Linked DNA regions of Mus musculus: all the other regions are linked to region 1. Evidence: chromatin contacts called from public HiChIP or PLAC-seq, Micro-C and promoter capture Hi-C data. All regions are on one chromosome and are shown on one strand. The core of a region is the stretch at or near the end of the contact, and the rest is flanking DNA. Distances in the headings are between cores, read along the strand shown. Region 1 holds the start of Pou5f1 (POU domain, class 5, transcription factor 1). Region 2 holds the start of Tnf (tumor necrosis factor). Region 3 holds the start of Tubb5 (tubulin, beta 5 class I). Region 4 overlaps A930015D03Rik (RIKEN cDNA A930015D03 gene).

Region 1 (3,129 bases), core at 536-3,035:
GAGGTGAGCATGACAGAGTGGAGGAAACGGAAGATTCATGGAGAGGGCCAGAGAGATGGCCCCTCAGCCACCCTGGGGGATGACTTGGACCCATGTGGTAGAAGGAGGGGACTTCCACACATGTGCTATGTGTAGCTGTGTGTAGGTACATACACACCCTTAAAATAAAACGCAATTTTTTTTTCAAAGTCTCAGGGTGAATTTGGTGAAGTCGATGAAGCTGAGGCAGGAGAATTATCAGGAGTTCAAGGGCAGCTTGTTTTATAGAGAAAGGTTCCATCTCTACCTGATGAAGACTACCATCAAGAGACACCCCCGCCCCCCAGGGCACCTAGAGCCACTGACCCTAGCCAACAGCTCAGGCGGGCTGGGCCCAGGCTCAGAACTCTGTCCTGGCTATGTACACTGTGGGGTGCTCTGGGCTTTTTGAGGCTGTGTGATTCACCCTGGGGCCTTCGTTCAGAGCATGGTGTAGGAGCAGACAGACAAACACCATCCCTTGCAGACAGGCACTCTGAGGGCTATTCTCTTGCAAAGATAACTAAGCACCAGGCCAGTAATGGGATCCTCAGACTGGGCCCAGAAAACCACTCTAGGGAAGTTCAGGGTAGGCTCTCTGCACCCCCTCCTCCTAATCCCGTCTCCTTAGTGTCTTTCCGCCAGCACAGGAATGGGGGAGGGGTGGGTGACGAGGATGAACACCGGAGTCCCTGGAGGAAGGGAAGCAGGGTATCTCCATCTGAGGCTCTGTCTTTGAGGAGAGGTGGAGAGCTGGGGAAGTCTTGTGTGAGGGGATTGGGGCTCAGGAGGGGGTTGGGGAGCAGGAAGTTGTCCCCAGGGGAGCCATCCTGGCCCATTCAAGGGTTGAGTACTTGTTTAGGGTTAGAGCTGCCCCCTCTGGGGACCAGGATTGTCCAGCCAAGGCCATTGTCCTGCCCCCTTCCCCCAGTCCCTCCCAGGCCCCTTTGAACCTGAAGTCAGATATTTCTTCTCTCTACCCACCTCCCACCCGTTGGGTTTCTCCACCCAGGAACTAGGCTGGAAGCCTGGGATGAGGAGGTGGGGGGAGGGAGAACTGAGAATCTTGAGGAAAGAGGCCCCGGCCTTAACTGTGAGGGGATGGAGCCTGGGTGCAGGTCTTATGGGGGTTGGGGGGTGGTTAGTGTCTAATCTACCAACCTGGACAACACAAGATGGAATACTGTGCTCTGAAAACGCAGAGCCAGCACTTCTCTGGGGTCTCTGGGGACATATCTGGTTGGGGCTCGGGGTCCCATGGTGTAGAGCCTCTAAACTCTGGAGGACTGGAGGTGCAATGGCTGTCTTGTCCTGGCCTTGGACATGGGCTGAAATACTGGGTTCACCCATATCTAGGACTCTAGACGGGTGGGTAAGCAAGAACTGAGGAGTGGCCCCAGAAATAATTGGCACACGAACATTCAATGGATGTTTTAGGCTCTCCAGAGGATGGCTGAGTGGGCTGTAAGGACAGGCCGAGAGGGTGCAGTGCCAACAGGCTTTGTGGTGCGATGGGGCATCCGAGCAACTGGTTTGTGAGGTGTCCGGTGACCCAAGGCAGGGGTGAGAGGACCTTGAAGGTTGAAAATGAAGGCCTCCTGGGGTCCCGTCCTAAGGGTTGTCCTGTCCAGACGTCCCCAACCTCCGTCTGGAAGACACAGGCAGATAGCGCTCGCCTCAGTTTCTCCCACCCCCACAGCTCTGCTCCTCCACCCACCCAGGGGGCGGGGCCAGAGGTCAAGGCTAGAGGGTGGGATTGGGGAGGGAGAGGTGAAACCGTCCCTAGGTGAGCCGTCTTTCCACCAGGCCCCCGGCTCGGGGTGCCCACCTTCCCCATGGCTGGACACCTGGCTTCAGACTTCGCCTTCTCACCCCCACCAGGTGGGGGTGATGGGTCAGCAGGGCTGGAGCCGGGCTGGGTGGATCCTCGAACCTGGCTAAGCTTCCAAGGGCCTCCAGGTGGGCCTGGAATCGGACCAGGCTCAGAGGTATTGGGGATCTCCCCATGTCCGCCCGCATACGAGTTCTGCGGAGGGATGGCATACTGTGGACCTCAGGTTGGACTGGGCCTAGTCCCCCAAGTTGGCGTGGAGACTTTGCAGCCTGAGGGCCAGGCAGGAGCACGAGTGGAAAGCAACTCAGAGGGAACCTCCTCTGAGCCCTGTGCCGACCGCCCCAATGCCGTGAAGTTGGAGAAGGTGGAACCAACTCCCGAGGAGGTAAGTGAAGGGACTTGGCTGGGCTGGCAGAGGCAGCAGTGAAGGGAATTGGGAACATGTAGGGTAGCCACCCTGCCTGCCAAAGGTGGTGATGGCTGCCGGGCCTCCTGAGAAGCACGACGCAGTGTGGACTAGAACCCAGAATTGCAAGAATCAGAAACCGGCCTGGATTGTTTCGGCCTGGCCCTTGTCATGTAGGTCACCTAGGCCTGGCCTGTGTCCCGACACTTGCTTCATGCCATCACTGTCTGTACACCAGTGATGCGTGAAAATCAGCCCCCCCCCAAAAAAAAAAACATATCAGCCCCTCTGGGGACTTGGATCACAGTCGGACCCAGGAACTTGGCCTTAAGGTTAGGCATGGCTGGGGGGGTAAAAAATGGTGCTTATCCTGGAGTTATTGTTACTGAAGAGGTTGGGTGTGACTGGCTGCTGATAGGAGCTCTTGTTTGGGCCATGTGTGGAGTAGGGCTCACCTTCAGTCAAGTTTACGGCCTGTCTACTTTAGCCTCAGACTCCATGAGTCACCTTTACACGAGCAGACCCTTGTAGTGCCTGAGGTGCAGATCTGATCGATTTCAGCCTTTCTACCTTTCCTTGTAAACAAGAAAGGGACACCCTTGGGTAGGGGAGTTTTATCTCCAGGCCATCTTAAGATCATTCTGTGAGTGCACGGGCCTTGCTTAGTGTCTGATGGCCTACAGCCAGCACTCTGGAGCAAGTGTAAGCAATTAGCCTTAAGAACAAGGTGCGAGTGGATACCGATGCCCGCCGGGAGTTCCGACAGCTTAGCGATTGTTGTAGCAGGAGTCCCCTCCCTAAGTGCCAGTTTCTGTGTTATCTCAGGTCCTGTATGCCGCCGGGAGTCCCCTAGGAAGGCATTAATAGTTTA
Region 2 (3,041 bases), core at 484-2,983, 300 kb before region 1:
ATACCAGGGTTTGAGCTCAGCCCCCTCAGGGGTGTCCTTGGGGCAGGGGCTCTTGACGGCAGAGAGGAGGTTGACTTTCTCCTGGTATGAGATAGCAAATCGGCTGACGGTGTGGGTGAGGAGCACGTAGTCGGGGCAGCCTTGTCCCTTGAAGAGAACCTGGGAGTAGACAAGGTACAACCCATCGGCTGGCACCACTAGTTGGTTGTCTTTGAGATCCATGCCGTTGGCCAGGAGGGCGTTGGCGCGCTGGCTCAGCCACTCCAGCTGCTCCTCCACTTGGTGGTTTGCTGAGGGGGGGGGGGAGGATTGAGTCAGTGTCACCCTCTTAGTTCACACTCCACATCCTGAGCCTCAGCAGCTACCCACACTTCACTTCCGGTTCCTGCACCCTCTGTCTTTCCACATCCCATTGGCTATGAGGTCCCGGGTGGCCCCCTGATGCCTTGCTTTTGAGTCACTGCTCTGACTCTCACGTGCTGTCTCTAAGAGCTCTGTCTTTTCTCAGCCTGGCTCGACACCCCTCAACCCGCCCCCCAAAATCATGCCCCTTCATTCTCAAGGCACATGTAAAGAAATCTTACCTACGACGTGGGCTACAGGCTTGTCACTCGAATTTTGAGAAGATGATCCTGGAGGGGAAGAGACAAAGGCAAGGATGAGCCTTTTAGGCTTCCCAGCAAGCATCTATGCACTTAGACCCCTTTCCTCCCAAACCAAAGCTTTAAGTTCTCCCCCCACCCCATCTCATCCCATGCCTAACTGCCCTTCCTCCATCTTAAATTAAGAGAGAGGTGTGGGAACACTTACTGAGTGTGAGGGTCTGGGCCATAGAACTGATGAGAGGGAGGCCATTTGGGAACTTCTGTGTAGGAAAAGGAGGTTAGTTAAGACAGACTCACCCCAAAGGAGAAGCCTCCCGGCTGATTGCCCCGCTTACAGTTCCTCTTTGCCCCACCCCACCCCCCAGCTTTGTGTTTTTCTTCTTCATTCATTCATCTGTCCAACCCACGGCTTCTTTCTGCGGTGCCCTCTGTGCTTGATCTCCCGTTATCTCCCCTTCATCTTCCTCCTTATCTCTCATGCCTCTCTCATTTCTGTCTCTGAGTTTTATCTCTTGCTTATCCCCTCTTCCCCTGGCCACATCTTTCCAGATCTCTCCACGTGTGAACACACTTGTTCGTTCATTCATCTCTCTGTGCATCCGACGAAGGATGTTTAGTCAGCTGGACGCATGGGTCCGAGGTCCTGACTCTGTCCCCTCCACACTCTCCTCCACCTTGCCCTGCCCATTAGCCCACTTCTTTCCCTCACACTGTCCTTCTTGCCCTCCTAACCCGTTTTGCTTGTGAGCGAGAATAAGGGTTGCCCAGACACTCACCTCATCCCTTTGGGGACCGATCACCCCGAAGTTCAGTAGACAGAAGAGCGTGGTGGCCCCTGCCACAAGCAGGAATGAGAAGAGGCTGAGACATAGGCACCGCCTGGAGTTCTGGAAGCCCCCCATCTTTTGGGGGAGTGCCTCTTCTGCCAGTTCCACGTCGCGGATCATGCTTTCTGTGCTCATGGTGTCTTTTCTGGAGGGAGATGTGGCGCCTTGGGCCAGTGAGTGAAAGGGACAGAACCTGCCTGGTTGGCTGCTTGCTTTTCTGGGAGCTATTTCCAAGATGTTCTGGAGTTTCTGTTCTCCCTCCTGGCTAGTCCCTTGCTGTCCTCGCTGAGGGAGCTTCTGCTGGCTGGCTGTGCAGACGGCCGCCTTTATAGCCCTTGGGGAAGAGGGCGGGGAAAAGCTCTCATTCAACCCTCGGAAAACTTCCTTGGTGGAGAAAACCATGATCTCATGTGGAGGAAGCGGTAGTGGCCCTACACCTCTGTCTCGGTTTCTTCTCCATCGCGGGGGCAGAGGGTTTGGAAAGTTGGGGACACCCAGGCATCAAGGAATCTCCTCCCCGTCGTCCCCACCAGGATTCTGTGGCAATCTGGGGCCAATCAGGAGGGTGTGTGTGTGTGTGTGTGTGTGTGTGTGTGTGTGTGTGTGTTGTATAGGACCCTGAGAACTGAAACCCATTTCTTCTCTGTCCTCCAGAGCTAATCATTGTCTGTTTCTTTGTAGAAAGACCATGCCTGTGTCTATTTCCTTTTGATTTCTAAATGGGACATCCATGGGGGAGAACTTAGCATGGGGGGGTGCTTCTGAAAGCTGGGTGCATAAGGGGGGAGACATGATATTGAGGAGGGAAAGCCCCCTGTTTGAGTTCTTGGAGGAAGTGGCTGAAGGCAGAGCAGCTTGAGAGTTGGGAAGTGTGCATGGGCTTTGGGAGGGCTGGTGGGGGGGGTAATGGGATGAGTATGGGGCAGCCCCAGAGGGAATGAACTCAGCCCTGGGAATTCACGGACCTCACAAGCCTTCTCCTTTCACTCTGATCATGAGCTCAGGCTGCTGCTTTGGGTCCCTGCTCCCAAGTGAGTTTTCCACGGAGCCTCTGCCATATCTTGACTGCGGTACATCAACTCAGACATTTAGGTCCCACAGCCCTGCTTCCAGGATTTCTCCCAATCCGTATGACTCCCCGGTCTTCCAAGGATTCCCCTCCCCCACCCTCCCACTCCTAAACACTCTCCCACCCTCCAGTGGAGTCACTTCTCCCCAGAACCCTCATCTCTCTCCACCCTTGGATGGATCTCCCTAGCTCATCCTTTGGGTCTCCTCCGGCAGTTAAGCTGCCTCACTCCCGTGAATCCACCATGTCTCTGGGAGCTGCCTGCTCCTCATGTCTCTTTGCTCTGCCCGGATCCCATGGACCAACTGAGGCCTCTGTCCCCTGCTCCACTCCTTAAAGAGACCAGGAAGTTTCTCCCCCAACGCAAGACAGACACAAGCAGACAGAATCTCAGAGAAAAGAGGTTTATTGGGTTTCACAGATGGTGCAGGGGGTCCCTGTGGATGTCTAGCCAAGCAGTGGCTGGCTTTTAGAGCTTCGTGCTTTCTTCTAGAACCCCTTGGTCACCCACATCTAATTCTCTCGCCATCTCTCTCTTAG
Region 3 (3,020 bases), core at 279-2,778, 330 kb after region 1:
AGTCCTAAGGCATGCCTCCCGCCCCTCATTTCAATTCCAGACACGCTGAAACGAGGCTGAGGTGAAGACACTGCAATTCCGTTATCTGCTTGCGGAAGTCCCATGGAGGAACCTACGCGATGGAAGGCTAAAACCTTTCGGCATAGGACCGGTGATGGGTGGGTCAGGCGCTATAAACCTCTATGTGGGCGGATTGGAGCCCACCTATTTGGCTTTGCACCCAGGTTGGCTCCTGAAGCCAGGAACCGCCCTTCCAGGCCAGCACAAAAGAGTTGGGGGAGAAAGGTGCGGCCACTGCAGTCGCCCACCCCTTACGTGCTCCACGTGACTGCGGTGGCGGGCCGCTCCTCCAGCAAACCACAAAGGCGGGAGCAGCGCGGGCGGGGCCTAGCTCGAGGGGCGGGGCCAGTGCGCCCCCGCGGGTAGGGGCCGCATTGTCCCTGCGCGCCAGGGGCTCCAACCCCGCCCCCAAAGGGTCCCACCCTTCGGCTACAATTTAGCGGCCGCACTTCCTCCCTCCCCTCCCCCGCTACATTGTTAATTGCTAGCAAAAAAGGGGGAAAAATCTTTAAAAAGCCCCATTGCCTATCTTTATTCCCTTCCTTCCCTCTCCTTAGTCTCCCAGACAGTCTCACATATTTGAAAAGCTCACTTTCATACCGCTCACACCCTAAAGGGCAATGAAAAGTAAAAGTAGGCCCCTATACAGAGTCATTACCTAAAAAAAGCATTGGGATGGCGGGTTCGATGGAGTGTCCAAGCCTTTGTTGAGAGGTAATGCGCACCGGGCACCTCTGCAGCTGCCCGCCAAACCTCGCCCCTTCCCCCCTCCATTCTGTTCCAGTAGAGCCCTCCAGGCTGGGTGGGGGTGGCGCAAGGGGAAAACCTCGCCTCGGCTTTGTCTCGGATCGTTTCCGCATCCCTCCAGTCCTCGAACCGTTAGAAAACCCCTTTTAAGACCAGCTCTTCACAGTCCCTCAGCCTCTCCTTTTCCCTAAACTCGAAAGGCTCTTTTATTAGCTTTCCGAAAATGTGCCAAGAAAAACATTTCCTCATTTTTCAATATCAGAACGCTAGCTACAAATATGGGTTATATTTATACGTGAAAAACTTTGAGGGGCCAAATCTGACGGGTGGAGAATGCAAGAACTCCGTGAACAATGCTCACAATTAACACAGAATTCTCATCTTTACATATTTCAGCTAAAATTTTAAAGTCCTTACCTTAGCACCGATCTGGTTGCCACACTGTCCGGCCTGGATGTGCACGATTTCCCTCATGGCTACGGTTTACTGAAATAATTGTTTTTGATGGTTCCAATGTAGGTACCGAACAAGAAAGAAAATTAAGGTTTTTGGGGTTTTTTTCTTCTGGGCCGGTCTCAGACTGAAAGGATGGACCGGAGCCCGGGAGGCTGCAGCAGCGAGATGCAAGCACGACCGCAGGAAGGTTCTAAGAGGCAGAAGAGGCCGGCGAGCGCAGGAGGGAAGGCGCGCAGGGCGGGGCTCGCGTTCGCGCGGCCGGGGGCGGGAGATAGGCGGGCGCCCCGGGTCTTAGACAAAGCCTACCCAACCAGTCGCTGATTAGACCAACCGATCACGTGCCAGGCGGCCATTGGTTTCTGAGCCAGTGGCGAGCGCAGTCTTTTTTGGGAGTTGTAGTTCTCTATTGTTGTCCACGCTGCAAAAAGAAGTTAGGAATGGGTGGGTACTGTATGAGGAATTGGGGTTATCTTGTGTGTGTGTGATTTTATTTTTTCATGAAAAATGTCCTCACACGAGATTCCTATTTTCTATTCTGAGAGAGGATTTTGTACTAAAAGAGGTTTGGAGAAATGTAGTAATTAGGAGATCTGAGGTGCCAGAGTTGGAAGGTGTGTTGGACACGCCCTGCCAGCTGCCCACCGCAGTAGGTCTAGAAAAGCCAGACTGCATAGCTCAGCGGAAAATCCTGAGAACTATGTTGTCCTTCCCTGATACACAGTATCTAGTTCTTTGTGATCCCAAGACAGGAATTTCAGTAAGGCACAGCTCCCTCGCATCCCTCCAGAAGAAAGAATTACCCTTCTGTTTCCAAGGGAGTTGTCTCAAGGATTTTCAAAAGAGAAACAAAATTGCAAAGATCGTGGTGAAAACTGCATGGAGCTGATGTCCCAAAAGAATGAAGGTGTACTGGCTGGTTTTATGTGTCAACTTGACACAGACTGGAGTTATCACCGAGAAAGGAGCTTCAGTTGGGGAAATGCCTCCATGAGATCCAACTGTAAGGCATTTTCTCAATTAGTGATCAAGGGGGAAGGGCCCATTGTGGGTGGGGCCATCTCTGGGCTGGTAGTCTTGGTTCTATAAGAGAGCAAGCTGAGCAAACCAGTAAAGAACATCCCTCCATGGCCTCTGCATCAGCTCCTGCTTTCTGACCTGCTTGAGTTCCAGTCCTGACTTCATTCAGTGATGAATAGCAATGTGGAAGTGTGAGCTGAATAAACCCTTTCCTCCCCAACTTGCTTCTTGGTTGTGCAGGAATGGAAATCCTGCCTAAGACAGAAGGTGTATGTAAAATCTGCGTGGGATTTGGGCCTTTCAGACGACGCTGAAGACATTCTGGTCATCCTGTCAGGACAGGCTGTAGGGTGGACAGACTAAGAGAATGTCAGTCTTTAGACAGTGCCTCCCTCTCTCAGACACTTGCTTGAAGCAAGGGGATTTGTTTGTTTTTCCAGTTAAATGATTTTATTCATTAGGTGAGTCTGTGGCAATGTGCTGGAACTGAGCAGGAAGAAGGGAGTTGATTGAATGGGCTCAAGTTAGAGGCCTTAATGTTCTCTTTCCAGGGTTTCGAAAATTACTAAGTATCCTCAAAGCTTTAAAGGGATACAAAATGATTAATTAGAGCAAGAGTGGTTCACATGATTAGTCCCCGAATTCTGACTAGAAGGCAAGGGAAGTTCAAGGTCAACACCGGCTACCTAGAGGCTACCTAGACAGCTTGAGGTACAAGCTTTAGCTTCAGTCTCTAAATG
Region 4 (3,378 bases), core at 191-2,690, 490 kb after region 1:
CACCTGCCAAGAGTGAAGCATGAATCTGGCCAGAATTCTAACGAGGAGCAACCATCTTTCACAATTGTAGCTTGATTACTTTGCATTCTTTCTTTGAATTCATCTTCACAAGGATTGACAAACATTTTTTCTCCTGTCTTAAATGGTTATGTCTGCCACAACAGTAAATACTCAAAACCTGTTGCTTGGTTATCCTGCCACACTTTGCTCTTCTCTATGCTAGCGGGAGACTTTGTCTATATTATCTCACCTTAAATCATGCTCAGTGATGTCACTTTGCAGGGGTTGGTTTTGATTTTTTTGTCTATTGTATAACCTTGACTATCCTGGAACTCACTCTGTAGACTAAGCCTCTTTCGAGCTCCAAAAAAACCGACCCCTCCGCCCCTCCCCCAGCCCCGTGCCAAGATCAAAGATGTGCCCCGCTGCCCAGCTCACTTTGCATTTTTTATATCACAGAGATTAGCAAATTTGAGGCCGGAGAGATCGCTCAGTCAGCAAAAGCGCTATCTGTACAAGCACGAGGCTCTGATTTCAAATCCCTTGCACCCGAGTGAAAATCAGCCTGGTGGCAGCTCGCAATCCTCTCACTAGGGAGGCAGAGGCGTGGTGATGGGGGTTGGTGGGTGGGGCTTCCAGGCCAGTCAGGTTTGTTGGGTTAGCCAGCTCCTGTGGGCTTGGGGTGCGGGCTGAATAAAAAGGGACCGGCTACTAGGAGCACTCCCCACTCTCTGCTTCTCGATTGTGGGTGCAGTGTGACCAGCAACCTTGCCTTCCCAGCCATGGTAAAGTGAGTGTATCTTTCAAAGGGTGAGCCAAAAAAAGATACTTCTTTAAGTGTTTTGTTTTTTCTTTTCTTTTTCTTTCTTTTCTTTTTTGAGGTATTTTGTTTCAGTACTGAGAAAAGTGATGGCTACTTTGTGACATGTAACTTACTCACTTAAGGTTTAGTTCCTCAATTTGGATGCTTGGTTCCCAGTTGGTGGAGTGTTGTGAAGGACTAGGGGTGTGGCCTTGTTGGAGGAGGTGTGTCCCTAGGGTGGCTTTTAAGATTTTGAAAGTCCTTGCCAGACCCAGTCTGCCTCTGTCTGTCTGTCTGTCTGTCTTTCCTCTGCCTGTGGATCATGATTTAAAGCTCTCAGCTACTTTTCTAGCGCCATGCCTGTCTGTTTGGCATGCTTCCTCTTGGGATGGTAATGGACTAACCCTCTGAAACGGAAAGCAAGCACCCAGTAAGTTTGTTTTCTTTCTTTCTTTTTCTTTCCTTCTTTCTTTCTTTCTTTCTTTCTTTCTTTTATAAGGAGAGGAGACAGAGGGAGAGGGCTAGAGGAAGGGAGACACTGGGAGAGACTAACTTAAGTTGTAGAGGAATCAGTCTGTGTTCAGTGGAAGAGGCTGGCAGGTGCAGTGGCAGTGGCAGTGGCAGTGTGGGCAGACACCAGGGCACTTATTGGTAGTGAGGGGAAGGGATAGCCCAGAACACTGTGTGTGAGAGGCAGCTGTTTCCTCTCCCTCTCCCCCCTCCTCTCTCTCTCTCTCTCTCTCTCTCTCTCTCTTTCTCTCGCTCTCTCGCTCTCGCTCTAATAGTTATATTCTCTAAAATGGTTACATTATTAAATTAACCTCATGCAAGGCCATCATCACCTGCCTCCTGCTGTACCTTAACTGCTTTGTTTGCTTAAATAAGAATTAGGGAAACAGATTATTTAATTACTGGGAAACTTGGGTTGATGAGAAGGCTCAGTGGGTAAAGGCACATGTCACCAAGCTTGATCACGTGAGTTCCAGCTCTTGGACTCACATTCTTGGGTAAGAACCCACCATACAGTTTGTTATCTGGCCTTACACGTGTACCTTGACAACCACGTGCCAAATTCCTAAGAGATGGAACAAAGTTCTAAATAATGCTAAACATCTTTTGTTGTACAAAATAAAACAATTATTGAAGTTAGCTTGACATTTTAGTACTTTAAATAATAAATATAATTTTTCAGATTAACCACCTTAGGGACGCTTCAATGGCAGTAAATATATCCATATCTTTGTGTGACCATCCGTACCATCTGTCTTCAGAACTTCTTCACCTTGTAAAACTGAAACTCTGTATCCATTAAACAGAAACTTTTCATTTCTCCCTTTGGTCGGCACCCGACAGTAGTCCCAGGTTGCAGATGTTTGCCACACACACAGTACCCGACCACTTCCTTTTGTTAGAATAACCTTAACTCCCCACGTGTTTCTTCTAAATTTAGCGTTCACCTCCTTCTCTCTTTGTGCACCATGTGGGTACAAAGCCTGTGGAGAAAAAAAAGCTTGAAGCCCTAGTAAGAGATACACTCTTGGGCTGGCGAGATGGCTCAGCGGGTAAGAGCACTGACTGCTCCTCCAAAGGTTCTGAGTTCAAATCCCAGCAACCACATGGTGGCTCACAGTGTACTTACATATAAGTAAATCTTAAAAAAAAAAAAAAGAGATACACTCTTTTGTTTGTTTTATGTATTTAGGTAAATCTTTGTTTAACATATATTTTTGTTTTATGAGTGTGTATATTTTTGTCTGTGCACCATGTATGTGCCTAGAGCCAGAGTTACAAAAGCTTGTAATCTGCCATGTGGGTACTGAGAACTGAACCCAGGTCCTCTGTAAGAATGCTCAACAATCATAGCTGCTGAGCCATCTCTCCAGCCCCTTATTTGGTTTTTTGAAACAGGGTCTCTCTTGATGTAGCCCTGATTATACTAGAACTTGCTATGTAAACCAGGTCAGCCTTGAACTCACAGAGATCCGCCTGCTTCTGTCTCCTGAGTGCTGGGATTAAAGGCGTGTATCACTGTTCCTGGCTGAATGTAGGTTTTAAGTTTCACCAAACCTTGTTGCCACCAACCTTGAGAAATATGAATTGGACCCCACAGCACACTAGCAAAGATAGGAGAGATGGCTCAGTGGTCAAGAACACCAGGCTGCTCCTGCAGAGGATCACACGGTGGCTCACAGCTGTCTGTCACATTTCCAGGGCATCCGAGACCCCCTTCCAACTTTCTAAGTTCGAGGCCAGCCTGGTCTACAAAGTGAGTTCCAGGATAGCCAGGGCTACACAGAGAAACCCTGTCTCGAAAAAACAAAACAAACAAACAAACAAAAGTTAAAAAAAAAAAAAGATAAGAATTCAAAGATGTTTATTGGGGCTTAAGAGAAGGCTCCTTGGGTACAGGGCATATTGCCAAGCTCAATGACTTAAGTTTGATCCCCAGACCGCATGTGAGAACTGACTCCCACAAGCTGTCCTGTGACCCTCACATGTACACACATACACTCACTCACCCACTCACTCACTCACTAAATACATGCATGTATACTAACGATTTTTATTAGTTTCTT

The links. Promoter capture Hi-C pulls out the DNA fragments that hold promoters and counts their contacts. A called contact is a pair of places that touch in the nucleus more often than the background predicts. HiChIP or PLAC-seq counts read pairs in DNA pulled down with a chosen protein or histone mark.
Region 2: a FOXA1 HiChIP or PLAC-seq map of pancreatic cancer cells shows a contact between it and region 1. The contact joins the promoter of Tnf here to the promoter of Pou5f1 in region 1. A contact is called at or near these places in 2 of 115 datasets of contacts at active chromatin or transcription factors (memory CD8 T cells and pancreatic cancer cells).
Region 3: a contact with region 1 is called in a Micro-C map of embryonic stem cells, with 2.7 times the contacts expected there. The contact joins the promoter of Tubb5 here to the promoter of Pou5f1 in region 1. A contact is called at or near these places in 8 of 39 promoter capture datasets (the C10 cell line, the HPC-7 cell line, cranial neural crest and 4 more), 1 of 15 datasets of contacts at CTCF or cohesin (the NIH/3T3 cell line), 6 of 484 Hi-C or Micro-C datasets (the G1E-ER4 cell line, embryonic stem cells, erythroblasts and 1 more), 7 of 115 datasets of contacts at active chromatin or transcription factors (effector CD8 T cells, embryonic stem cells, memory CD8 T cells and 1 more) and 4 of 9 other capture datasets (adipose tissue, embryonic stem cells, liver and 1 more).
Region 4: a contact with region 1 is called in a promoter capture Hi-C map of the HPC-7 cell line. The contact joins the enhancer-like site here to the promoter of Pou5f1 in region 1. A contact is called at or near these places in 1 of 39 promoter capture datasets (the HPC-7 cell line) and 2 of 115 datasets of contacts at active chromatin or transcription factors (memory CD8 T cells and pancreatic cancer cells).

Annotation. Positions count from the first base shown.
Region 1 is chr17:35,504,247-35,507,375 of GRCm38.p6, forward strand. Pou5f1 (POU domain, class 5, transcription factor 1) reads left to right here and starts at 1,786. Exons shown (of 5, transcript NM_013633.3): 1 at 1,786-2,237. The coding sequence starts at 1,854. It overlaps Gm32362 (a long non-coding RNA gene), which reads right to left and starts at 1,491. Exons shown (of 3, transcript XR_385564.3): 1 at 1,180-1,491. RefSeq lists promoters at 1-1,856, 1-1,805, 1,563-1,832 and enhancers at 1-568, 563-1,571, 653-895.
Region 2 is chr17:35,200,274-35,203,314 of GRCm38.p6, forward strand. Tnf (tumor necrosis factor) reads right to left here and starts at 1,734. Exons shown (of 4, transcript NM_013693.3): 1 at 1,382-1,734; 2 at 811-865; 3 at 585-632; 4 at 1-290. The coding sequence starts at 1,567. Lta (lymphotoxin A) reads right to left here. Exons shown (of 4, transcript NM_010735.2): 4 at 2,892-3,041.
Region 3 is chr17:35,836,773-35,839,792 of GRCm38.p6, forward strand. It overlaps Tubb5 (tubulin, beta 5 class I), which reads right to left and starts at 1,529. Exons shown (of 4, transcript NM_011655.5): 1 at 1,225-1,529. The coding sequence starts at 1,281.
Region 4 is chr17:35,997,296-36,000,673 of GRCm38.p6, forward strand. The region is part of intron 1 of A930015D03Rik (RIKEN cDNA A930015D03 gene); the gene reads left to right. Among named protein-coding and RNA genes, the nearest start is that of A930015D03Rik, 4.5 kb to the left of the region's middle. Within about 2 kb of position 1,441, at least 132 of the 459 cell types and tissues checked have an H3K27ac peak or open chromatin away from gene starts, as enhancers often do. A contact at or near this core is called in the HPC-7 cell line, where this site is marked.